2 separate regions of the Rattus norvegicus genome follow, and region 1 is linked to region 2. Evidence: chromatin contacts called from public Hi-C data. All regions are on one chromosome and are shown on one strand. Each heading gives the region's core, a stretch centred on a gene start, on an enhancer-like site or on the middle of the called end of the contact. The rest is flanking DNA. Distances are from core to core; before and after follow the strand shown. Region 1 holds the start of Cstl1 (cystatin-like 1). Region 2 holds the start of Thbd (thrombomodulin).

Region 1 (6,717 bases), core at 1,257-3,756, 330 kb after region 2:
CTGACTCTTTCAGCTACTTGTTGGGTCTTTTGGAGAACAGTCATGGTAGGTCCCTTTTTGTGACTGCCCCATAGCTTTAGTAATAGTGTCAGGTTTGGGGGCCTTCCCTTCATCTGGAATCCACTTTGGGCCTGTCGCTGGACCTTCTTTTCCTCATGATCCTCTCCATTTCCATTCCTGCATTTCTTTCAGACAGGAAGAATTATGGGTCACAGCTTTGGCTGTGGGAAAGCAACCCTAACCGTCACCCTGACTTTCTGCTGGAGGTGGATTCAATAAGTTCTCTCTCATCACTGTAGGGCCATTCATCTAGGGTCCACCCTTTGAGTCCTGAGAGTCTCTCACCTCCCAGGTCTCTGGTACATTCTAGAGTGTCTTCCCAACCTCCTTCCTCCTGTGTTTGCCTGTTTCCATTCTTTCTCCTGGCCCTCTGGGCTTCAGTCCTTTCCCCCAACCTAATTCCAGATCATGTTCCTCTCTCCCCAAACCCTATTCCTTTTCCCTCCCCTGTCCCTCCATCCCTCTCCCCTTGTGGTTGCTTTCTTCTCCCTCCCAAGTGGGACTGAGGTGTCCTCACTTGGGCCCTTCAGCTTGTTGACCTTTTTGAGTTCTGTGGACTGTATCTTGGGTATTCTGTACTTTTTATTTTTTTGGCTAATATTCACGTATTAGTGAGAACATGCTGTGCATGTTCTTTTAGTTCTGGGTTACCTCATTCAGGATGACATTTTCAAGTTCCACCCATTTGCTTGCAAAATTCAGGATGTCCTTGTTTTTAATAACTGAGTAGTATTCCATTGTGTAAATGAACCACATTTTCTGTATCCATCCTTCTTTCTGTCATGGGACATCTGGTTGTTTCCATCTTCTGGCTACCACAAATGAGGCCTTATTTATGCAGTTTTATTGTGTAGTTTTTACATACTCACAGGCTCAGTAGAGGAGTGGTTAAAAAGCTGAGTCCCAGGGCTGGAGAGATGGTTCATTTGTTAAGAGTACTTGTCACTTTTGCAGAGAAGTCCTGTATTCTCTGGTTCACAACCGTCTGTAACTCTAGTTCATGGGACTCTGAAATCCTCTTCTGATTTTGTCAGACATCAAACACACAAATGGAACACACATGTACATTCAGGCAAAACACTCATTTATGTAAACTAAAAAATTAAAATATATAATAGAAAGAAAGAACTGAGCCCCAAGTTCAGTTACACAGAATGTTTTATACCCTTCCTGTCCTTCTGCTGTCACATAGCAATCCAATTTTGTTGGTTATATTTAGCTTAATTAATAGAGTTTGTTGAATTGCCAATAAGTAGAATTCTTTCCCCATCCAAGTAGCAGAGTTTACTTAGCAAGTCATTTGTAATACAGAGGTGAAAGGTAGGGATTAGGGTCTAGATGAGACATCTCCTTTTGTAGTGACTTTGGCTGATCCAACTTAGAGTGTTCTAACGCTCCCATGTCTGGAGCTCGACAGATTCTAGTACTCTATGGAGCACAATCTGGATGCCATGGTGTGTCCAAACAGTACTATAAACTGTCACAATGGGGGGACACAATGGAACTTGGACTAGGTCTAGGGGCTCATCAGACAATGGATCCATCATGTGAATCAGACTCAGGGAAGAATCTCAGACGATTTTGAGAAATCTCCAGTGCTGGACACAAGATCCATCCCGTTTCATATACAGAGATTTAGATGTGGGGCGCACAGCTTTAATCCCAGCACAGCTTTAATCTCCAGATTACAGCTGGATAATAAGATTATGTGTGTTGTCTGCCATATCACTCTGTATCTCAATGACTAGTTTTCATTTTTAACATTTTAATTTGGAAATAATGAGACTTATGAAAAGGCTGAAAAAAATCTCAAACAAACAGAAAGCCCATAGAACCTCTACTAGGCCTTTAACCTCCTGAAACATGGACATAATCCCAGTACAAATGTAAAACTAAAAAGTTAGCATTTGACAATACAATCACTAGACTTCATCTGGATTGTGGTGTATGGGCATGTGTGTGTGTGTGCATGTGCGTGTGTGTGTGTGCGCACTTGTGTAGAGGTTGTACTGGAATGTTTTATGGCATTACTGTATTATTTTTGAGACTAGGTTTCTTAATGAAGCTAGACTTAGCATTTTGGCTGCACTGACAGGTGAGGCCCTGGGACCCACCCACATTTGCTTTCCATCACCACGGCTACTAGGCTTCACTGCTAAATCTGACTTTTATGTGGGTGCTGAGGATCTAAGCTCAGATCCTTATGCTGGCACTGGGCCATCTCTCTAGTCCAAGATTTTGTTGATTCTTTTACTACTATTCTTTTTCTGGTGCAAAAAACTAGGGTACTGTAATGAGTTTCTACATATAGGTCGCACCCCTGCAGCGTTAATTTCTGAGTAAGACTCTTGGCTGATTTCACATGGGGAGCTTGGGGTTACCTCACAAAGCTCTGCTGGGTCACAACAGGATTACAAGGGATAGCCTGGGAACCTGCCAGCACAGTGGGAAAGACCAGAGAGAAATCTGTGACTGGTGGGAGGCAGGTGAGTAAGGGGACCTCACTGAGGAAACATGGGGATGCTGGTGGCTTGGTAAGGTAGTTTAGAATGTACTACTCCAGGTTCCACATAGTCCTTTGTCTCAGTTCAAATATGACTTATTCTATAAACTTTCAACTGCTCCCATACATAGTGCCCTCTGTCCACTACAGCATTTTTTATTGTGTAGCTCTGAAATCTCTTCTTGGGATCATACTATATGCGCAGTCAAGGATAGGGACTCTCTCATGACTTGGCATGTGTGCAGAGACAACCCCTTAACCTGCACTGCTAAAGAACACTGTTGTGGCCCTTGGGAAGCTTTCCACGGAGAGTGTCCTTAGCACCTTGGAAGAATGACCTCAGTGTCTTAATCTCTGCTTTAGCATACGTGAAGCTCTCTCCCAGGAAGCCAATGCCGGAAGACTGCTGTGGAAGACTGAGAGAACTGTTGCTGCACTCCCAAACTGGCAACACTATACATAAGTGCCTTCTGTAGCCATGGAGATGAAGGTTAGAGGCTTGAGGATTCCCTTGCTGCTACTGCTGGTGACTGTGGTTGTCATGGCCAAGGTGAATCACATCCAGAGGTGGGGGGGCTTCAAGGAGAAGGCCACGAGCCAGAAAAACATCAACTCGACACTCCATTTCTTCATCCAGTCTTACAACAACGCAAGCAATGACTCCTACTTGTTTCAAGTTCAGAAGCTAATTCACAGTCAGATGCAGGTTTGTGCTTTCTTTCCCAGACATCGACACAAGCCCCATCCTGCTCCTTGAGACATGTGGGGATTTTCTATAACCAAGTACCGGCAACTCCCTAGGTAGCTTCACATGCAATGGGTGCACGTGATATCTCTGAGTTAAGCAGCTCACTTGGTCACCACAGCCATGTGTCATAGGCTGGCCTTAGGCTGGAGGCTAACCCTTACACCCTTCTTCTTGACCAAAAGTTGACCTGTTGCCATTCTCCATTGTTCTATGGGAGAAATTGCATTTCGTTTTGCATACCAGAGGGCAGCATGGGGATGTCTTTGCTTTCTTTTTAATGATATTATCTGGAAAAACCATAAACACTCTCTGTAGATTTCTTATTTCCAACAGCATCCCCCCCCCACACCCTCACTGTCTAGGACTGTAAATTAGGATTTGAGACATTTAGAACAACAAGTCTTTGGTTAGAGCAGTAGGGACAGGGAATGGGCAAGCAGCTTCAGTCAGATCAGTTCTACTCCGTTTGAGGCACAGTCCCTGTAGTTAGCCTTGGCTGGCCCGTATCTATCCATCCTCAGGCTCCTGGCTTGTGAGTGCTAGGATTACACTTCTGTGTCATTGCACCTTCTTTTTCGTTTTACACACAGCATTCTTGTGACTTACCATATTAGCTGAAAGGCGGTAGAGGAAAGCAGTTGCTTGAAAACTATTGATCCAATGTTTCCTTAAGGTCAGATAGTAAACTATGGAAACAATATTGCATCTCAGCTAGACAGTTTGGAGAAGAAATCGTTCACTATGAGAAAAGGCTACTAGTCAGAGACAATGGGAGGCAGATGGAACAGGAGTTAACAGCAAGGGGGGAATGCATGGGGCAGGGTGGGCAAAGTTTGATAACCAGGACAATGGATTCCTTAATCCTGACACAGTCCAGGGGCTTCCTTGGTATTTTGTGCTATGATCACAAGATGGCACTGTCCTCATTTGTCTTCACTTTGATCGGTTTCCTTAAGCTCTAATTGAGATACCGAGATAACCTGTGAAATCAACCTTCTACCATTAACAGTTAACTAGTCAAGAAAAGTTTTTAAATGTTATGTGCAAACTTGAAGTTATTCAAAGTGATAAGCGAACAATATGGGCCTGTCACTTGGAAAGAGAGGATCATGGACACAGGTTTCCCGATATCTCAATATCTAGATGTGACTTCGAAAGTCTCAATACTGCCAAGGGGGAGTAGTAGACATGTATGGTAAGCTATGGGCCTGGTTTCACCTTTCAGTTGTCCCCAGTCGTGGGAATCTTGGTTAGACGTTATCTAGACTCTTTCGTATTGCTTCTTCAGAGGCAAAATGAGTCAGAACAGTAACAATTTAGCACAATGCTGCCACCTAGTGGCATGTGTTAAAATGTACTGATTTGTGTTCTAAGTGAGTCATCGAGACTGATAGGAAGTTTAAAGACATGCATGTTTTAGGTTTCTCCTACATAAACCTGCCGATGGCCAGGCAGTGTGACAGTGGTTGGCACAGTTCTACAACGTCCCGGTGCACAAGTAGAATAGCCCCTTGATGACAGCAGAGGAGCACCCGCACTCTAGGGATTTCCAGGCTAGTACTGAGATTGTGTTCACAGTGCAGCCATGAGCAATTGCCCTGGGATCTGGCCTTAGATTTTTTTCTATGGGAATCTTTCAACCAGGATCAAGGTGCATTTTCTGCCTGCATTTTCCCTAGGCAGACTTACTGTCTCATTAGGTTGAACCACTGACATTTGGGCACAAGAATCAGCAGGCTCCCAAGAGTTTCTCTCCACTATACGTAGATCCCTCTAATGTATACCTTCTTCTGAGGTGCCAGACCTGGGTCAATAGCCACCATATTTCCTTAGCGTTTTATTCCATGTGTAGGGCTTCTTCTCTACACAGGCCTTCCCAGCCCCTCCACCACCACCACCTCGCTGCCTTCTTAGTCTTCACAGCCTTAGGTTTGAACATGAGTAAAAGAAGACAGATGCACCCTGGGAGCTGGCCCTGGCTGGTATTCTCTCTGCCTTACCTAGTCAGCACATCATCATCTCACACTGTCCACTGCCCCAGGAGAAAACAGATTCAGGGAACAGGGGGTATCATATCAAGTGGAAAACTCCTGGGAGAGAAAGCAAGGTCTTCAGCACAAGCTGTTCTTCTGTCCTTGGCTCTCCAGGTGTCATAGCTGCTCCACACACTTTGGCAGAAACATTTAATCACTTAAGAATCCTTAGGATACCCTTGTGTGGCTTTTCCTGGTGTGTGTGTGGGGGCCTGAGCAGCAAACATCTACTTACTACAGATAGGGAACCAACAACAGACCAAAGCAATGATTAAGAACGTCTAGCTTAGTTTACTAATGAGTAAACTCTTAAGGGGAACATGGGTGACTCAATGACAGCTGTATCACTGAAAAGCCTACTCTAGTAAGTGTGATGACTCGGGACGATGATGGTATGTCAGAAGTTCCCACAGGTGGTACAGGTGGCTCGCCAAGCCCCAAACTCTCCTTAATCCCCTTGGGTAGGAAGCCTTCTGATCTTACTTCATTTGGTTCCTGAATCTTAGAAGCTAACCTCCACTCTCCAGAGGAAATGCTTCGATCGGGAGGAAGTATCTACATAGTAACTTGGGTTTTTTTTTTTTTTTGGTGTTAGTGCTTCTGTTTTGCCCACAGACTCCACAAACAGCTTGAATGCTTACGTGGACCTTGCAAACGGAGGCTGCTAGGTTATTTTCTCAAGGTTTCAGAGCTAATACATGGGGAGCGAATGGCTAGAATCAGTTTGACTCCTAAACTATAATTTTTTAAAGACTTCTATTTTTTATGTGTATCAGTGTTCTTCTGCCTTCAAGGGTTTGTATAGAAGCGTACCACATCCACACAGTGCTTGCAGAGGCCCGTAGAGAGTACTGGATCCCCAGGAACTGGAGTTACAGATGGTTGTGGACTGCCACGTGGGTTCTGGGAACCAACCCTTACTTAGTCCTCTGCAAGAGCAACAAGTGCTTTTAACTGCTGAGCCATCTCTCTAATTCATATTTAGATGTGTTCCTAAATTGTCTACTTTCTGATTGACTGGAAAGGAGAGTAAGGAAGGAGTGAATAACTGCACAGACTTGGTAGAAATAGGGCAATACGAGAACCATGGAGGTCTGTGGTTACGAGTCAACCCAGCTTGTCTTAGCATGAGAATAGGGGGGGTGTGTGTGTGCAAAATAGAGGCCACTATGTGGCTACCACAGTAAAGTTGAGGGCACAGGGTTGTGGCTGATCAGAGCTCTCAGTTGCCATTGAGACTCACTCAGGCAGGGAGGAAGGAGTTGAGTTTTGGTGCAAGATTTCTGGGAATAGGAGTCATGACTTTTTTCCTTGTGGAGAAGGTCAGCCACTAGACACTCAAAGTGGAAACTAGAAATGCGATTAATTGCTTC
Region 2 (7,386 bases), core at 975-3,474:
CTCCAGTCCATAGGGTCAAGGTTTGCCTCCAAGCCTACAGATCAGCAGCACCCACACATCCTGCACCCCGAGGTGAGGGACTGGGACACTCTGGGATCTTCACTGTATTTGTCACCTCCGCCCAGTTGTCCAGTCTCTACTTGGAAGAAACTGGGCTCTCCGGCTTCAAGTCCTCCCTACCCTCGCTTGTCATAAGAGGATGAGCTCTTCTCTGGTTATTATACCAGCCAGAATGCTTTTACATTGCCAGAGAGCACAGCTGGGAGGCTGAAGAGAGAGAAAGGAGAGGTACAGAGCCCGGAAAGACAAAGGCCACCTTGGTCTCTGGAGTAAATCCCTCAGAACTTCTGCAGCGTCCGATCAGTCCTCACGTGCTGCAGTACTACCTCCTTGGCTGAAGAGGTACACTTGTACTCCAGCTCTGCGCGAGCAGTGCCCTGCTTCTTGCGCAGGTGACAAAGAAGCGCCAAAAGCGCCACCACCAGGGACAGGCTGGCAATGGAGATCCCAATGAGCACACCAGAGTGCATTGGTCTTGCAGAAGGGGGAACTGTCGAAGAGACTACCGTCGGATTGCTTGATGGGTGCTCCCCAGAGCCACCATCCTCTGAGTCCTCCAGAACAGGGATGGGGTCACAGTCCTTGCTAATCTGACCAGCAAGGGCTGTGTCAGGTCCGCAGATGCACTCATAGGAGCCAGGAAGGTTTCGACATTCATTGGTGAGGCATTCGCCTTGACTGCACTCATCAATGTCTGTGCATATGGAACCCTCGTCCAGGATGAAGCCCTCAGGGCATTGACAAAAGCTTGGGGAGTTGGGGTCACAGTCTGCTGGGCACGAAGTTTCATTGCAGAACATTTCGCACCTGTCGGGATCATCCAGCTTAGGTGCGAAGCCCTCAGCACAGATGCAATTGTAGTGCGTGGAGTTTACTGGCTGGCACTGATACTCGCATTTAGATCTGAAGCACGGATCCAGTTGCTCCACGCACTCTCCGTCCACCAACTCATAGCCATCATAGCAGCGGCATTCGAAGCCGCCCTCGGTGTTAGAACAGAGCTGAGGGCATGGATTGGGCCCCTGCTTACAGTCATCCACGTCCTCACACCGATGTCCGTCTGCCGCCAACTGGTAGCCTGTTTCGCACATACAGGAATAAGAGCCTGGCACATCAGAGTTGTTGACGCAAAAATGCTGGCAGAGTTCGTTGCACAATTGAGCCACAGGTTTTGCGCACGAACGGCCATCAGCCTGCAGGTCCCCGCCGCTGGGGCAGACGCATCTGGGTCCGTTAGCGCTCCTGTTGCACATGTACTCGCAGCCACCATTCTCCACGCTGCAGTTCCAAGCTCCTGTCACTTCCCGAGTCCAGTGTCCCTCTGAAGTTCCGGGCAGGGCCCTGCACACCAGCTCCAAGCCAAAGGGCGCCACGGTAGCAGAACTGCCTATCGGCAGCGTCTGAAAATCCGCGCCGCTGACCCCCAATGGGGTATTGTAGGTGCTAGAGATGTGGGCACCCTCAGGATCTCGGGTATTCACCCGTAAAGGCCTGCAGAAAGCTGCGAAGTAAAACTCGCAGAGAAAACCCTTGGTCTCGTTCTCGCACGGCTTCTCTTCCCAGGCCGGCTCGCCTGGTGCAGCTTCTGTTGCTGTTGAGACCGTGACGCACAGCGGACCGCAAAGTGGAGGCGACTGGTCGTTGGGCCGCGCCCACCTGCTGTAACTGGTGTGGTTATCCCCAGTAACCCACTGGAAGCCGCGCAGGGGCCCGAGATGCACCGGGTCACCACAGCCCTGAGGGAGCTGTAAACCGATCCAGGGCCGTGAGTCCATACTACTGTCGCTCACCAGAAGGGAGATGACATCCGCAGCCACCGAGGAGCGCACTGTCATCAAATGTCCCTGCAGGCGCTGGCAGGCCTGGCTGGCATCGAGGAAGGTCACGGGGTCCTGGAAAAGCGCGAAGCACTCATTCCCCACGCATTGACTGCCTTTGGGCTGCAGCTTGGCTAGTGCAGAGATCCCCAGGCCAGCTGGAGCCAGCACACCCAGAAGGAAAACCCCAAGCATGCTGTTCAGGAGAACACCGTGCAAGCTACGAGAAAACGCTAGCACTGCGATGGTGCAGGCACCCAGTCCCGGCAGAGGGTTTCGTACGTCTGCGGCGACAGCAGTTAGCCTCTGTCTCAGCCTAGACTTTTCTAGCCCAGGTTCGTAGTCCCTGCGAGGCAGCCTCTGACATGCCACTCAGCTGAGGCTCCAGTTTATAAATGCGCGGCCCTCCCTCTCTGGAGGTTCGGGAAAAGGAAGGAAGTGCCTAGTGGGAAGGGCTGATGCTGCGTTCTCGGATTACTGGGTTCTCCGGACGCCTTGTGCCCGCCCTCCAGCCTGGGATCACCTCTGTGCGAAGAGTTAAAAACACTGTCTGGGCGTAGGGAGGCCCTAGGGCGTGGCCTGCAGGCGCCACCACAGAACTGAATTGTGTCAGCAAGTCGACAGTTCCCGTCCCAGACTCTCCGGTATAGCCCACGGGTAGCCTGTCTTTAAACCTCTACACACGTACACAAGCAAACGCACACGTACACACACACACTTCCCTATAGATGCTACCAGAGTTTGGAGGATGGCCTGGTAGTTGGGGCAGGGGGGAAAAAAAGGAAGAGTCTGGTAGAGGGTGTGTCTGAGACTTGCAAGACTCTGAGAAGGATTAGCTAGATCCCTGATGGGAGCTCAGGAAGCCTGGCTGCTGTGACTAGCAGAGGGGTTGGGTCCCAAATGACCTTAGAAGAGGCCGGGAAATTATACTAGGGCAGCAAGAGGATGGAGTGGTCTAATAACCTCAAAGCCTTCTCCATTCTTCTCCATTCTGACATCTGGACAGCAATCCCCTGATCTTGGGCAGGCATCGCCAAGGCCAGACCCTATCTAGTTGCTTGAGAATGTCGTGCAAGTGTTGTATGGGTTCAGAGATCAGGGCCCCCTTTCCCACTTGAATTCCTCCAGAATTCTCTGGGAAAGGTGTGTTGCGTTCCTTTGTTCTGGTTTTGTTCTGTTTCGTTTTCCTCCAAACCTATCTCAAACCCCTTAGTGAAACTGGCCCGGGACCACAGCAAGGAGGTGATATGAGCTACAATGGATTCTACTTGGTTCCTTTGGAGGTGATCACTTCCATTGTCATTTGAGAGTCTCAAAAGATAGAGATGCCTACAGTCCATTTGCTCACAATCGGCACTGAAGAGGAGGGTCCTGTGGGCAGCTGGGAGGGGCGGATGGAAATCTGTCACTTAATGACTTATCCGCTTAAGCACTCACCAAGAATGGGGAGGGCTGTGTCCAAATCAAAGCTTAGCCACCTCGTCCCCACCTCCCTCATCTTCCCTACTCGCGCCCTACACCCCGCGGCTGTCACTTCCACCCAACTGCCAGGAGGCGGTGCTGTTGAACTCTAGACCAATCCAAGGACAGTGGTGCATTACTATAACTGCTACTGAGAAGTGTGGGCTGCCTGGAGCCTAGCCTGAGGTTAGGAAATTCGTCTGTGGGAAGCCCTGCGTAGTTCCCACGACTTACTAATAAATAGCTTCTCTGATCCAGTACAGCTCAGACTTTAGATGAGAACAGAAGGCTGTGATGTCCTCGTGTGGAGAAAACATACACGGATGGACCTGTGGCCAAGAGGGTGGGATGAAAGCACTGAAACAGTAAAAAGAAGCAGGTGAAACATCCTCCATCTGCTTGCCTATGAGGGACTCTGGCTCTGTCAAGCCAGAGCTGAAACCGGTACAGTCCACCATCCCATTGGCTGAACTTGTCTTTATTGGGTCAAAGCTGCCTCAGCTCTCAGTAAGGAAAACACCAGAGCAGTGAATGGATGCCACTCTTTTAAGTTCTGGGAATGAATACGGTTACACCTGGGTCCTGGGAAAGAGAAGAGAATGGCCAGGGATTGGACAGTGGAGATAGCCTTTAGAGGAGGAAGCAGCTTTCTCATGTGGGATGGGACCTCCAGGGGCACTGTTCAGAGTAGGGATATCGGATAGGTAGAAGACAACAGGGCATGGACCAGCTGGACTGTCTGCAGAGTGTGAACTAGTGGGATTGATTACTCAGTGCTGAGAGCACAGAATTAAAAGGTGGTTACCCTCCTGATTCGGGAATTCTCAACATGCTAGCTGTCTTAATTAGAGTGTCTTTGGCTGTGATAAAACACCATGACCAAAAGCAACTTTGGAAGAAAGGGGTTTATTTCATCTTACTGCTTAAGGTTCATTATCCAGAGGACTCAGGGTATGCATCTAAGGGCAGGAGCTAACACAGAGGGCATAGCGGAGTGCTGCTTACTGTCTTGCTCCTCGTGGCTTGCTCAGCCTGACTTCTTATATCACCCAGGACCACCAGCCTAAGAGTGGCACTTCCCACAAGGAGATGGGCCCTCCCATATCAGTTATCAGTCAAGAAGGTGCATCATGGGCTTACCTACAGGCCAATCTGCTGGAAGAATATTTGCAACTGAGGTTCTCTTCCTCCCAAATGACCACCTTGTGCCAGTTTGGCATGACTAACCAGCACAGCAGCCCTGAGTATGGGTAAAAACTGGTTGGAGTCTTGGAGGGATTCACCTCCATCTTTGGTGGCTCTTGATGACAAAATGTTTCCTAGGGAGATGCAACACACATGCCTACTCACCCTAGATAGGGAACCCATGACAGACCAGATTATGGATACCCCCAAAGTCCAACTTGGTAAACCAGTGTTTTTACTTGGATTTCTTACTAGTGCAGAAATGACTCAAACACAGGCAGGCTGCCTCACAAAAGCCCACCTCAGCGTGTATGACAGCTCACAAAGCTAGCAACCTAGAGAACATTGCATGACCTGCAGGGAACTCAACAATTTGGAGAGTGTCCTTTCCAGGTAACTCTGTTGTTCTAAACCTCTTCCAAGCAGTTAGCTGATTTGATCTCAAAGTCTTGACTCCACTCATCTGAAAGGGACTCTCAGCTTTTATTGCTTATTCTGGCCAGAATTAGCCTAGTAAATTTAGTTACTTTCAGGGACTTCCTGAAACTATTTCTAGTTGTCTACTTTCTTGTTTAAGGAGCTTCCCTGCAGAATGGAATGTTTTAATCTAGGAGGAAACTGTTAACAATAGTGGTGGGGAGTCTAATGGAAAATGTAACCACACTATTGCAAAGTGTTGGGACTTCTACACAGAAAACTTAGTGATGGGAGAGGTTGTCTAGGTACAAATAAAGGGGCTCTGGTCCTTCCATATCAGAAACAATGCCATTTCTACAATGTCTTGCAGACAGCAGGTGGATATGGCATGAGCTCTCCTATTCACCATCACTTTACCTCTGTCCCTAAGCACATGTTGCATGGCCTTCCGAGGCTCCCCCTCCGATACTGCAGCTTCCCTCTTCAGTCACTGCAGTACTGAAGGCTCTTCTGCATGCTTTAAACTGCTTCCCATTGAATGACTTTTCCAGACCTCTGTAGACCCTGGCTTCCTATTTCTATTGGATGTGTGACACACCCATCTCCCTCTCCTAGGTTTATTCCTCACTGTGCCAACTCCGATCATACAGCAACTAAGGTATTTTACTGCTGAGACCATCTCTTCAAAGAGCATCGTGTCCTACATACTGATTCAAAAGCCACTTTTTCACCCTTACTCTTCCAGATATCCCTGAGTCATTTGCACTCTTGACCTTTTCTCACTTTCAAGTCTTCTTCTATAATGTTTAACATATGTGATCCTGCTCTCCTATGAACAACTTCTCTAGTCTTGCTGAGCCCACCAAGGTTACCACTTCATAATGGTTATCACTTCTTAGAGTCAGCCTCTGTTCCTGAACTCCTCACTCTCTACTGTACTACTCGGGAGACTGCAGAGGAAGTGTCCCAGAAGTGTTCTCCAACCCAGTTTTGTTCTGTGCCACCATTTGAGCCACCCGGTTTGAAACTACCTTCTTATCTTTTGTCTTAGGCTTCATTAGTTTCTTTCTTGTCCCATTCCTTCTCAAACTTCACTGTTCCTGACATAACTCTTTATGTTGAGACAACTGGATTCCCAACTTTTTCTACTCCTCAGCCCATGCCACCTAGATCCTCCTACTCCCTCAACGTTCCTCACCATAAGTTCAGAGATCCTTGAGCTCCTTTCTGCTCACTTTCTCACTGAAGGGATTCCTTGCCTCTATTCCCTGGCCACAAAGGAGGGTTTGCATTCAAGAATACTAGGCTGAGATTTGGAGCCAGATTTGGCTCTCTACACACAGTTTCAGTGACCAATGTACTTCTGGGCTCAATGACCATTAAAAGTCCTGGCAAGAGAAACTTCTAATAGTGTCAGAGAAATGCCACATTCCTCTCTCTTCCAGTCTCAGATTCTCAGCTCTTCCTCTGTTAGGAAAACCCTCCTGTTCATCCCAATCTCTGTCTTCCACAAATGTTGCCTTTTTCTAAGTCTCCGTTGACAAGCTGCCGCATCAAGTGTTTCTAAGTAAGGAAAGCAGAGGTGATCTCTCTGCAAGCTTCCTCCACATCTTTCCATTTTCTGCTCCTTCCCAGCTCACTCAGTCACCTGTGGATCCCATCACCTTTTGTAACACTTACCCTCTGGCTTCCTGGGGTGAGTCATGGCCCTTGTACCTCTTTGTATCCCTCTCACCTAATGTCTTGATTTGCGCAGTCACCTCCCAGGGGTGACTGAGCTTATGCATGCTTTATGGTTAAGTGCATTTCTTCAAATTTACCTGCAAAGCCTTTGGATAATGTAGAGTACAGACTTCGGAGCTAAATTGACTGGACTTGAGTCCTCCACCATTTGCAAGATTTTTCCTTTTTTAATTTTAAGACTTTGCAAGTAACTTCCCATTTCTCTAGCGCTCCGTGTTTCAATTTCCTCAATTGGATGACGAGAATAGTACCGTGAATGCATAATGAGAACTAACTGAATAGGTTATGTGTGGAAAGCATTCGCTAAAACTGAACTATAATGAACTCCCAAATTTTAGCTAAAAAATAATTACACATGCCCCTGAAATTTGAGTTCAGCCACTAATTGTTTCCAGTTCTCATCATGGTTCCAGCTCCTCACTAAAGAGTCATTGTCTATTGGATTAAATTTAGTGTAGCCAAGCATTTTTGCCAATTATAACAATAATTTTGAAAAAGAAACCCAAAGAAACAAAGGAGGCATAAAGAAACAACTGAAGATGTTCAGTGTATGGGACCTTGAGTCCCAGTCCACACTTGATATAGCCACTATTAAACATTTATCTTTCTAAATGTGGAAATCACAACCCAAAGAGAATAAGTAACCCCAAAAGTCACACAGTTAATAGATGATGAAATGAGCCTGTTTGGATAAAAAGATCTA

The links. A called contact is a pair of places that touch in the nucleus more often than the background predicts.
Region 1: a contact with region 2 is called in a Hi-C map of Schwann cells, with 4 times the contacts expected there. The contact joins the promoter of Cstl1 here to the promoter of Thbd in region 2. A contact is called at or near these places in 3 of 12 Hi-C or Micro-C datasets (Schwann cells, liver and psoas muscle).

What each region holds. Positions count from the first base shown.
Region 1 is chr3:156,650,546-156,657,262 of GRCr8, forward strand. Cstl1 (cystatin-like 1) reads left to right here and starts at 2,507. Exons shown (of 4, transcript NM_001106522.1): 1 at 2,507-2,546; 2 at 2,927-3,269. The coding sequence starts at 3,042.
Region 2 is chr3:156,317,954-156,325,339 of GRCr8, forward strand. It overlaps Thbd (thrombomodulin), which reads right to left and starts at 2,225. Exons shown (of 1, transcript NM_031771.2): 1 at 1-2,225. The coding sequence starts at 2,072. The coding sequence ends at 339.